Regions from separate parts of the Rattus norvegicus genome. Here region 2 is linked to region 1. The links are chromatin contacts, called in public Hi-C maps. All regions are on one chromosome and are shown on one strand. Each heading gives the region's core, a stretch centred on a gene start, on an enhancer-like site or on the middle of the called end of the contact. The rest is flanking DNA. Distances are from core to core; before and after follow the strand shown.

Evidence for each region. Hi-C and Micro-C count contacts between places; a contact is called where the count stands out from the background.
Region 2: a contact with region 1 is called in a Hi-C map of the Rat2 cell line, with 6 times the contacts expected there. The contact joins the enhancer-like site here to the promoter of Tmem167a in region 1. A contact is called at or near these places in 2 of 12 Hi-C or Micro-C datasets (the Rat2 cell line and Schwann cells) and 1 of 1 datasets of contacts at active chromatin or transcription factors (oligodendrocytes).

Annotation. Positions count from the first base shown.
Region 1 is chr2:22,930,552-22,934,973 of GRCr8, reverse strand. It overlaps Tmem167a (transmembrane protein 167A), which reads right to left and starts at 1,947. Exons shown (of 4, transcript NM_001399682.1): 1 at 1,888-1,947. The coding sequence starts at 1,890. Xrcc4 (X-ray repair cross complementing 4) reads left to right here and starts at 2,161. Exons shown (of 8, transcript NM_001006999.1): 1 at 2,161-2,179.
Region 2 is chr2:23,720,288-23,725,203 of GRCr8, reverse strand. No RefSeq gene overlaps it. Among named protein-coding and RNA genes, the nearest start is that of Atp6ap1l, 77 kb to the left of the region's middle. Within about 2 kb of position 1,388, at least 5 of the 93 cell types and tissues checked have an H3K27ac peak or open chromatin away from gene starts, as enhancers often do.

The DNA.
Region 1 (4,422 bases), core at 698-3,197:
TATTATTTTGGGCACTTCACTTAATATTTTACACATGTAACTCATGGCCAGTAACAACCGTAATGAAACACTGCATACAGCTTTTTTCCTTACAACACTTAAAAAAAGTAAAACAGATTTAATACTTTCACACATCCTTCCAAAGCCATTCTATACATACAAGAATACAAAGAATTTTCCCTCTAACCTTCCATTTCCAGTTACACACCCGCAAATTCAACAGATCATAGATTTAAAAATCTGGAGCAGAAACCGGCACATCTGCCGTGAACACACCACCACTTTTCTGGTTAGCCTTTCAGAGAGAGACACATAAGCTAAACCTGAGGCCTGGCTGTACTTACCAGGTGTGTTATCCTAGGCAAATCAGGCCCCTACTTTCCACTTTCTTTACCAGCAAGTATCTCAGAAGTCAGGAGTTTAAAGCAAAACGCTTAGAAACTGCATCTTTAAAATAGAACTTGTACATAACAAGTACTAATAACTAAAGCTTGTTATTTTTGGAACAAGTTAAAATACTGCCCATTTTAAATTAACTTGATTTTTCCTAAGTAGGAGAGGATGAAACATGTACCTTTGACTCCTTCTAAGAGCAAAGTGATTCTATTTGTTTCTAGGTAATTAGGCAAGAAAGCAATTTTTCAAGTTTCCTAACAGCTTATTAACAGCATCTTTTTGACCAAGTATATATTATTCTGCAGTAGAGAGAAAAAAAAAGGTTACAATGGATAATAAAATCCTTACCCAGAGAACAAATATATACAACAAACATATAAAGGCTACCTCCTTTACAAGGTGCTAATCTTGCGCAGGAAGGAAATTCCAACATATGATTAAATATAAATGCCTACACGTACATCACTGTCAAGAAAGCAGGAAGGACTACTTGAGCTTTTGATCAAGGCTATAGGAGATTCTCAAGACACTTCTGGGAACTCAAATTCAGTATCTTCTTACTGTACAGTGTGGTGTCTAGTGGGGGCGGGGGCGTCCTGGCTGTTTTTGAGATAATACAAACATGCTTTCTCTAGAAATATGGTTATAAATAGCTTCTAAACTCACCAAAGTGGCAGTGCAGGGAGATCTGGCATTTACCCTAACACTGATAAGATGCACAAAGTTTTAATGATTTATTACTAATGTCTACTTTTATCTATGCCCTGGCCACAGGGACTTTCTCTTCCTTGTCCTGACCTTTGCTGCTGTTTGTGATTTACAGTGCAAGCCTTCTGAGGTCTACACTATTAAAGAATTCATAACACCACACATAGGAACTCCCAATGAGGGTGGTGGTTAAGCTCCTACAAGGCAGACACACCTTGGTAGGAAAAGTGAAACCATTAAAAACCTTCCTTTACAAAGAAGCGTCATTAGAATTGAAAGAACAATGAGGGAGGGGCTCTACCTCAACATTGCTTCAACAGGTAAAACGGAAAGGGTAGGATTAGTGTTAAGAAAAGCGACAATCCATTCATTACTATTTAAAGATACAGGTTGGGGTGACACACGTAACACATAACAAAGGGGAAAAGTGGAAACGGGGAATCCAGCATTTTCAAAGTGGATATCATCCGTACAGATATTTGTAACTGGTCGCAATCGGTTTAGTGGAATACCACCGCAATTCCACTAAACAACGTAGCAAGTCGGCCTCTTTGCGAGGGGCCGACTCCATCACCCGGGCTCTTCCTAGGTCTGTTGGCCTGATGCTCCAAGTTGAGCATCCCGGGCCGCATGACTCCCGGGCTGTGCACCCTCGGGTCCCGGGAGAATCACACTAGAGCCAGGGCTCCCGCGCCCCACAGCGCCCGCACCATCCCCGCCGCCCCGCGCGAGCCGCGGCCCCTCCGAGAAACTCAACCGCGGCCAGGCAGCGCATGTTCTTACCATAGTGAGGCCGGTGCTGGTCCAGCCACATCACCCTTCCGGGCCGGGGCGGAAGAGGATGCACGCCCGCTGCGCTTCCCGCTCGCTCCAGCGGTCCGGTTGGGCCTATCGCAGTGCCTCCGCCCATGCCGCGCCATTCGGAGTCCGTGATAGGCTTCTGTTACCGGAAGAGGTGGGGCTTGGTCTACTACTTACAAACCACGGTATTAGCGGATTCTCTCATTGGGCGCCCAGGTTTAAAGCTGGGTGTCCACAATTTTTTTTAAAAGACCGGAAGTGGAGTCACTGAGAGGTAGGGCCCGGAAGTGGCTGTGGTGTCTTTCCACTAGCAGTGCTATTTTTCTTGCGCTTTCCTCGTCTTTTCTTTCTATGTCAACCTCCTGTAGTTCTCGGATCTTAGCTTTAAAGCTGCTCTGTGCGTGTTTTTCACCCGGTCTGTGACCCCTGAGCCTTTTGTTTGTGGATATCAGATTTCCCCAAGGTGAGCACCTGTTGGGCTCCCTCCTAACTTTCTCTTTTTGTGTCTCGTGGAATTTTCAGTAGTGAGAGGCTCATTGGAAATAGGCCGTGTTGCTGTGTGATGTAGATTTGTATTCAGAAGGCTGCGTTCTATATGATGATCCACCACCCCCTCCCACCACCCAATACTGGACTTTGCTGGCCCCCCTCCCTTTTGGACACTCTGAATCCGGGTCTTAGTTAGACATTCTAGGCCCTGGGCAGAGGGAAAGAACTCTGGTAGCTACTGGAAAGGAATGGCCCATTCCTAAGGGGAAGAATTGGCTAGTATAAAACCACTGGGTGAGACACTCTTTCACTTCTGGTTTTCTTTATGAGTTTTGTAGATACGAGGAAGGTGTAATCTGATGTGTTCAATTTTATATGAGTTCTTGGAATGATTCTGAAGTCCATCACTTTCCTCACTGTTCCTAGTATATCAAAATTATGTGTTTAAATAATTGCCCCCCCTCCCGCAATATGGTTCTAGTTTTTATTCAGAATGTTACCCAATGTTACATAATGACCTAAAAGATAAATAGAAAACATTAGTGAAGGACACTGATGTGACATGCTGATTTCTGAGCTCTATTTAGCTGAATCATGAGAATCCAGCGCTTATGGCATCACAATATTTTTACTCAGTGCTATGTTATATGTGATTGTTGTTTATTACTGCATGGCATCCAAGATTTTGCTTGAAATCATAACATCATTTTTAAAATCAGGTATACTCAATTGCTATATTCGTTGGTCCAATACTCAAAGTAAGGATCTGCATCTGAGTGGTATCAGCAGACTGTAGAAGAAGAAGGGATGTTTCTTTGAGTATTTTAGTGGGGGGCTGGAGATTAGTCCAATAGGAAATGATTGTCATTGAATAATCTCAAAAATAGTATTTAAGTTAACTAAACATAAATGTTCCAATGTAGTTGTAGAAAATATGTACTTCAGCTCCGTTTGACACTTAAGGTTGACCTTTCTTCATGAGGCTATGCTTCAGGCTCTAGTAAAGAGAAAGGGAGGCTAAGGTTGTTGAAGATAGCAATTGGTTTGTTGTACTTATGGATAATTTAGGCCATAGTTTCTTATATATCTCAGTTTCTGAATAGTAGCAAATAACTTGTTAATTGTTGAGATATTCATAGAAGTACATGGTATCAGGAGGTAAAGTTGGACATGTGTGTATATTATTTATGATATTCATGTAACATAGCAAATTAATCTAACAGTAAGACCTGTGGGGGCAGCTGCATGGCGATTAGGCACACGGAACCCTTGATTTTGAATTTTGTTGCAAGTGAATGATAATCACAATTTCAAATAATTTTTCTTTATTTCCTCTTCTGGTAGCTCTGCTGTGATTTTCATTTCTAATCATCATGAGACATTTTCCTGCTAACAGTAGAAATTGACTATGTTACTCCATTATGTAAACATTGTCTTCTCTGCATGTGGAGGAATGTTTTCAATCTTCATGTCATGATATCCACAAAGTTGTATATAAAATGAGAAATTTATAGTTCTCTGTAAAAGTGTGGTTAGCTTTCCTCACTGTTTTGGGGATTAAATGAATAAATGCATATAAATAATTAATTGATAAATAGTGCTATAGTGTTCATTCAATTTTCATCCTTGGGTGGAGGGCTAATGATTGAAAATGTTTTGATTGTTAGATGTTGTTTTAGTTAGGGTTTTACTGCTGTGAGCAGACACCATGACCAAGGCAACTCTTATCAGGACAACATTTAACTGGGGCTGACTTACAGGTTCAGAGGTTCAGTCCATTATCATCAAGGAGGGAACATGGCAGCATCCAGGCAGGCATGGTGCAGGAGGAGCTGAGTTCTACATCTTCACCCGAAGGAAGCCAGGAACAGATTGAGCATCCTCAGGCAGTTAGGAGGAGGGTCTCCAAGCCCACCCCACAGTGACACACTTCCTCCAACAAGGCTATACCTTCTAATAGTGCCACTCTCTTGGATGAGAATATGTAAGCCATCACAGATGTTATTTACACAATAAAAGGTTTAAAAT
Region 2 (4,916 bases), core at 139-2,638, 790 kb before region 1:
CAGCTCACCTGCTTTCTTTCATACTTAAAAAACAAACAAACAAACAAACAAACAAACAAAACTCAGCTAATGATTTGAAAACCATGGGCATTGGGGTGCTAGGGCAGGACACATGAAAAGCAATATGGCCACGGCCTCTGTGTTTTAACCAATTCTGCATCAGAGGACACACCTTTCTCAAGGGGGGCCAGTGACTACCAGAAGCTGCTATGTTTTCGCAGAAGACATGTCGGAAGTAATGGGATCAGTGATGCTTGCTAGCTGTGTCCACACTAGATATCAGTGGCCTCTCAGGGAGTGTGGCTATCTCTCAGCACCCCATCCTGAAGACCGATAAGATAATTAGATGAGCTACTAAGATGTGCGGTGGGCATCTGTCGAAGCAGCAGCAGTGATCTTGGTCTTTCTCTTTACAGATGGTTGTGAGCCACCATGTGGTTGCTGGGAATTGAACTCATGACCTCTGGAAGAGCAGTCGGGTGCTCTTAACCGCTGAGCCATCTCTCCGATCTTGGTCTTTCAAGTGAACTGTGAATAGGCTCTTATCATCTTCCAGGCAACCTTATGGTTCTTATGTTGATGAGTGTGCAGAAGGGCCATGGATAGCTTCAGACCCAAATAGCATTTTTAGTCAGTGCTCTTGTTTTAAGTAAATTTCAAGTTTTTACTGTGTTTTGTTCAAAAGCACATCTGTATTTATAATGACTAATCCATTTGGCTTCTTTCTGTTTGGTGGGCATGCTCGTCTCCTGATGCCAGATCCTCTGTTTTCCTTGGAGAACTGTGCTTGTTTTTTCTTAAGTGGATTTGTAACTATTTTCTTTGCTCTGATATTCTTCCTGGTGGTGGTGGTGGGGCGGGGGGAGGTTTGAACTCCTAAACCACAAGTGAAGCAATAGGAAGTGATGTTCCCGAGACGGAGACATGAGCAGAGCAGGTGTGTTCTGAGGATAGTTATGTGTTTACGTAGGGGGAGAGTAAACTATTAGAAAACTGCTGGGAACGTAGGAAGACTTGTCACCAACTGAGACTTAAAAATGAGCCAAAAGGAGTGTTGGATCCAAAGTCTAACAACTTCCTTTTAAAAAAGAATTTTATAACTTTTGAGATTATAATAAAATCTTGTCATTTTCTACCTTTTCTTTCCTCATTTCAACCCCTCTTATGTGGTTTCCCCCCTTTCAAATGATGGTCTCATTTCCTTTAACTGTTGTTATGTGTGTAAAATGTATTTCTACATGCAAAAGTACAACCTACTCCGTGTGTGTGTGTGTGTGTGTGTGTGTGTGTGTGTGTGTGTGTGTGTGTTCAGGACAGACCATTTGGTATTAGGTAGTGGTTATGTTCTGCCCCAGGGAAGACTTTTTCTCCTCTTTTCAGTCTTCCTCATTGTCCAAAGATCTTTGTCTAGGATTGAAGTCTCTTGACCTCTAATCTTCTCCTATTAGCATATCTATTGGTGTTGTCCTTTCTCAGGGTCTGTTTAGGTAGCAATGTTGTGAGACATCCTGGGTGTAGCTTCTCTGACATTTAGAGAAGACAAAATCTCACAGCAAACTCTCTGACTTGTTAACATTTTTCCTTTCTTTCCTCTACAGTGATCCCCGAGCTTTAGGGACAGGAATTGTGTTGTTCATGTATCCACTGTGACTGACAATTCTGCACCTTGGTCAGCTATGGTTTTCTGTAATAATCCCCATCTATCCATCTACTGCAAAGAGAGATTTCTTTGATGAAGGGTGAGAACTTCATTTATCTGCTGAATGTTTAGGATGTAGTTAGGAATTATGTTGGTTTAAGAAAGTGGTGGCTGTTGGTTCTCCTACAAGATCTATGACTTTACTAACTCCGAGTCATTGGCTAGGTTTCAGAACCAGGAATGATTTTCCTCTTGCTGACTAGACTTTACATCCGATTACAGAGCTCTTGATAACCACCAAGGTATGTGCGATCCTACTCCACCCTTGGCTGCATGCTGCTGTGGTTTGTAGGTCATAAACCGTTGCTTCCTTCCTTTGGAAGCTGCCACGGTACATCTGGAACCATGAACACTAGTTGTCAAGGGAGGAGGCTTTCAGGTCAGATCCAGCTCAGATCCTCTGGAACCTGGTATTTTCAGCAGTAGGGACTTACTTCACACCTCTGAGGGTCAGGAGGACAACCAAGGATGGCAGCAATAGCCTACATAATGTTTGAGAGCCTCTTTGACGGCCTTGACCAACTGAGAAGAGGGTTTCTTATCCTGGTGTTGGATATTTTCCTACAATGTTCAGTCCTCAGCTGAGTTAGTTAGCAGTCACCAAATCCACGGAGTATAGCAGGCACTGTAAGACCAGGTTGTGGAGAAGCAGGACCCCCCGAGACTGACAGCTGCCAAGTTAACTAGTTCTGGCTCTCATGAGAGCCCTCATGTCAGGTCGTTATATCATTGTCCCATCTCACTTTTATTACCAGCATGATTTAGAATCTGTCTCTGTGGCTTTTCTTTGTTTGCTGCATTCCAGGGGACCCTGGTACTTGGAAATCGCCATACAGATCGAACAATAAATATAGTATCCTCTTGAAATATCTTTACCCTGTTTTAGGTTGCCCATGCGAAGGGGCTCTGGATATATGGGTGTTAAGAATCTAGCATCTTCAAAGGTACACATTTCTATTTGGGTAGAATCCACTTACTGTGTGTGAAGAAAATTGCTATGCCTGGAAGAGAGTGGTTTACATCGTTTGGAAGCTCAGTTAAGAGCTGAGATGCTGTTTCAAGCTAGACTTCTTAGTCTTGTAAGGAGTGACTCAAGAGACACATTGGTCTTGTGGGAGATCTTGGGAATCTCTTCAGTTTGAAATTACTCTTTCTGGCATCTCCTACACTTCCAAAATACCCTGAGCCGCGGATGATGTTGTGACTTCAGACCAGCACTCAGAGAATCTTCTTCTCAGGGTCTTTACTTAGTTCATGACTGGCCTGACCATAGACAGCTGCTGCGTTGTGCCTTTTACTGAAGAAAGGCCTCAAGACTTACATTCAAAGCTACCTCCAAAACAATGCACGCATGTTCTTTTCAAAATTACGCCTGGGTCAAAAGCATTCATTTGCTAAATGTAAACATAAAGATTACCATAACTTGTGAAGCAGCATTCTGGAATATATTCAATTTTTAATATATTAGAGGTTTTCAAATACGTAATTGGTTCAGAGCTTGCTTAGCCTCTGAGAGGCCCTGAATTTACCACTAAATAACAGCCAGCTTTTGAGGTCCCTTAGGCTTTTGTTTGCTGCCAAATGACCCAGCTGGTTTCTGTGCTCCTAGATCCAGAGAACAGATTAGCTTTACTTTAATTCCTCATCTTCCTTACACGGATACTTCAAAGATGAGGCTCGTAGCATCGTCTTTCAGACTTTTCATGTTCATAGGACACCAGAAACTTTTTAATATTTTACCAGTTGAAGGGAAACCCTAGTTAGAGACATTTCTTTGTAAATGGAGGGAAAACAAAGGCTGAGTCCCCAAACTGCTCCAGGGATAATTCAAAGCAAGGCTGAAGGAACAAAACAGCACTGTGTGTGTGCTTGCATGTGTGTGATCTTGTGTGTGTGTGTGTGTGTGTGTGTATGTATGTGTGTGTTTGTGTGTGTGTGTGTGTGTGCACACGCGTGTGTTCTCGCATGCGTGCTCGTGCACGGTCATTCCTGGGCACATGCCATTTTAGTCTGTTTGTCTCTCTGCCTTTGTGAACTCATCTGGTCAATCCTATACAGACTTATGCAGCAGAAACTTACATATACGCAGAACTGGCTCAGGTGTTGGCCTCTACTTGTAAAAGAATCCTTGGCTTTGCCTTTTCATGGGCTGGAAGTACTACTAGTTATCTCTAAGAAATATCTGTGGCCCATTTCCATTTCAATTTGGAAGCTTGGGTCTCTAGAAGCTTCCAAGAGAAATGTCTAATTGTGCCAGCAGGGGAAGTCATGATGCAATCTCCACATACTCGGTGCTCTTTGGTTGCTATTTTCTTTAGAAAGTAATGTTTGTGCATTGCAAGACATCTGGTTTTTTAGTTTATTATACATTTCATTTAATTATTTCTAACTACAAATCTATACAAGTTCTTGGTGGAATTTTGGAAAGTATAGAAATACAGACTACCTACAGTCTAAGATATACATAACCTTGCTGTTAAAGATGACAATTCTACAAAGAATGCTCTTCACTCTTACTAATTATTCATTTCTATGCATGAAAATTATGTCACTAAGCGTAACAGCATAACATCAGACTCTTCTGCTTGGCCATCTGCCCCTGATTGCAGGGACTCTAAAATACGGTGGGGGACCTATTTAGATGCCACCTTAATCTAAAAGCTTTTTAGTACATGTTTTGATCATTCTATTTTCTATTTTTATACTAAAGAGTGACAGGTAACATTTATTGCTGACTTTGAATTTGTCATTGTGCTAAATTCTTCACATGGTTCACTTACTTTAATATTTAACCTGTTTGTTTTTTGTTACAAAAGCAGTAGGTATTGTAAACAATGGCATATTACAGTCCCGTTTTCCAGGTGGAAAAGTTAAGGAATTTAGTTACTTGGTCAGGGTCTCACAATAGCAAGTGGTAGGGTGAGCCAGTCCTGGGATCAAAAACCCTCCTCATTCAACTTTATAATGTTAAAATTTCTTGATTTCTCGCAGAGGCGAGGGCATATTAAGGTCAGGCAGGACATATATGAGCACATGAAAGGACATTAAACCATACTCCTTGATTTCAGCAGAAGTATGTCCCCTGCATCAGGCGGTGACAAGCCTCATGGGGGTTTTGCTCTGGTGACAGGCTGTAAATGCGTGTGTGTGTGTGTGTGTGTGTGTGTGTGTGTGTGTGTGTGTGTGTGTGAGGCAGGCCTGTGAGATCACATCCGAA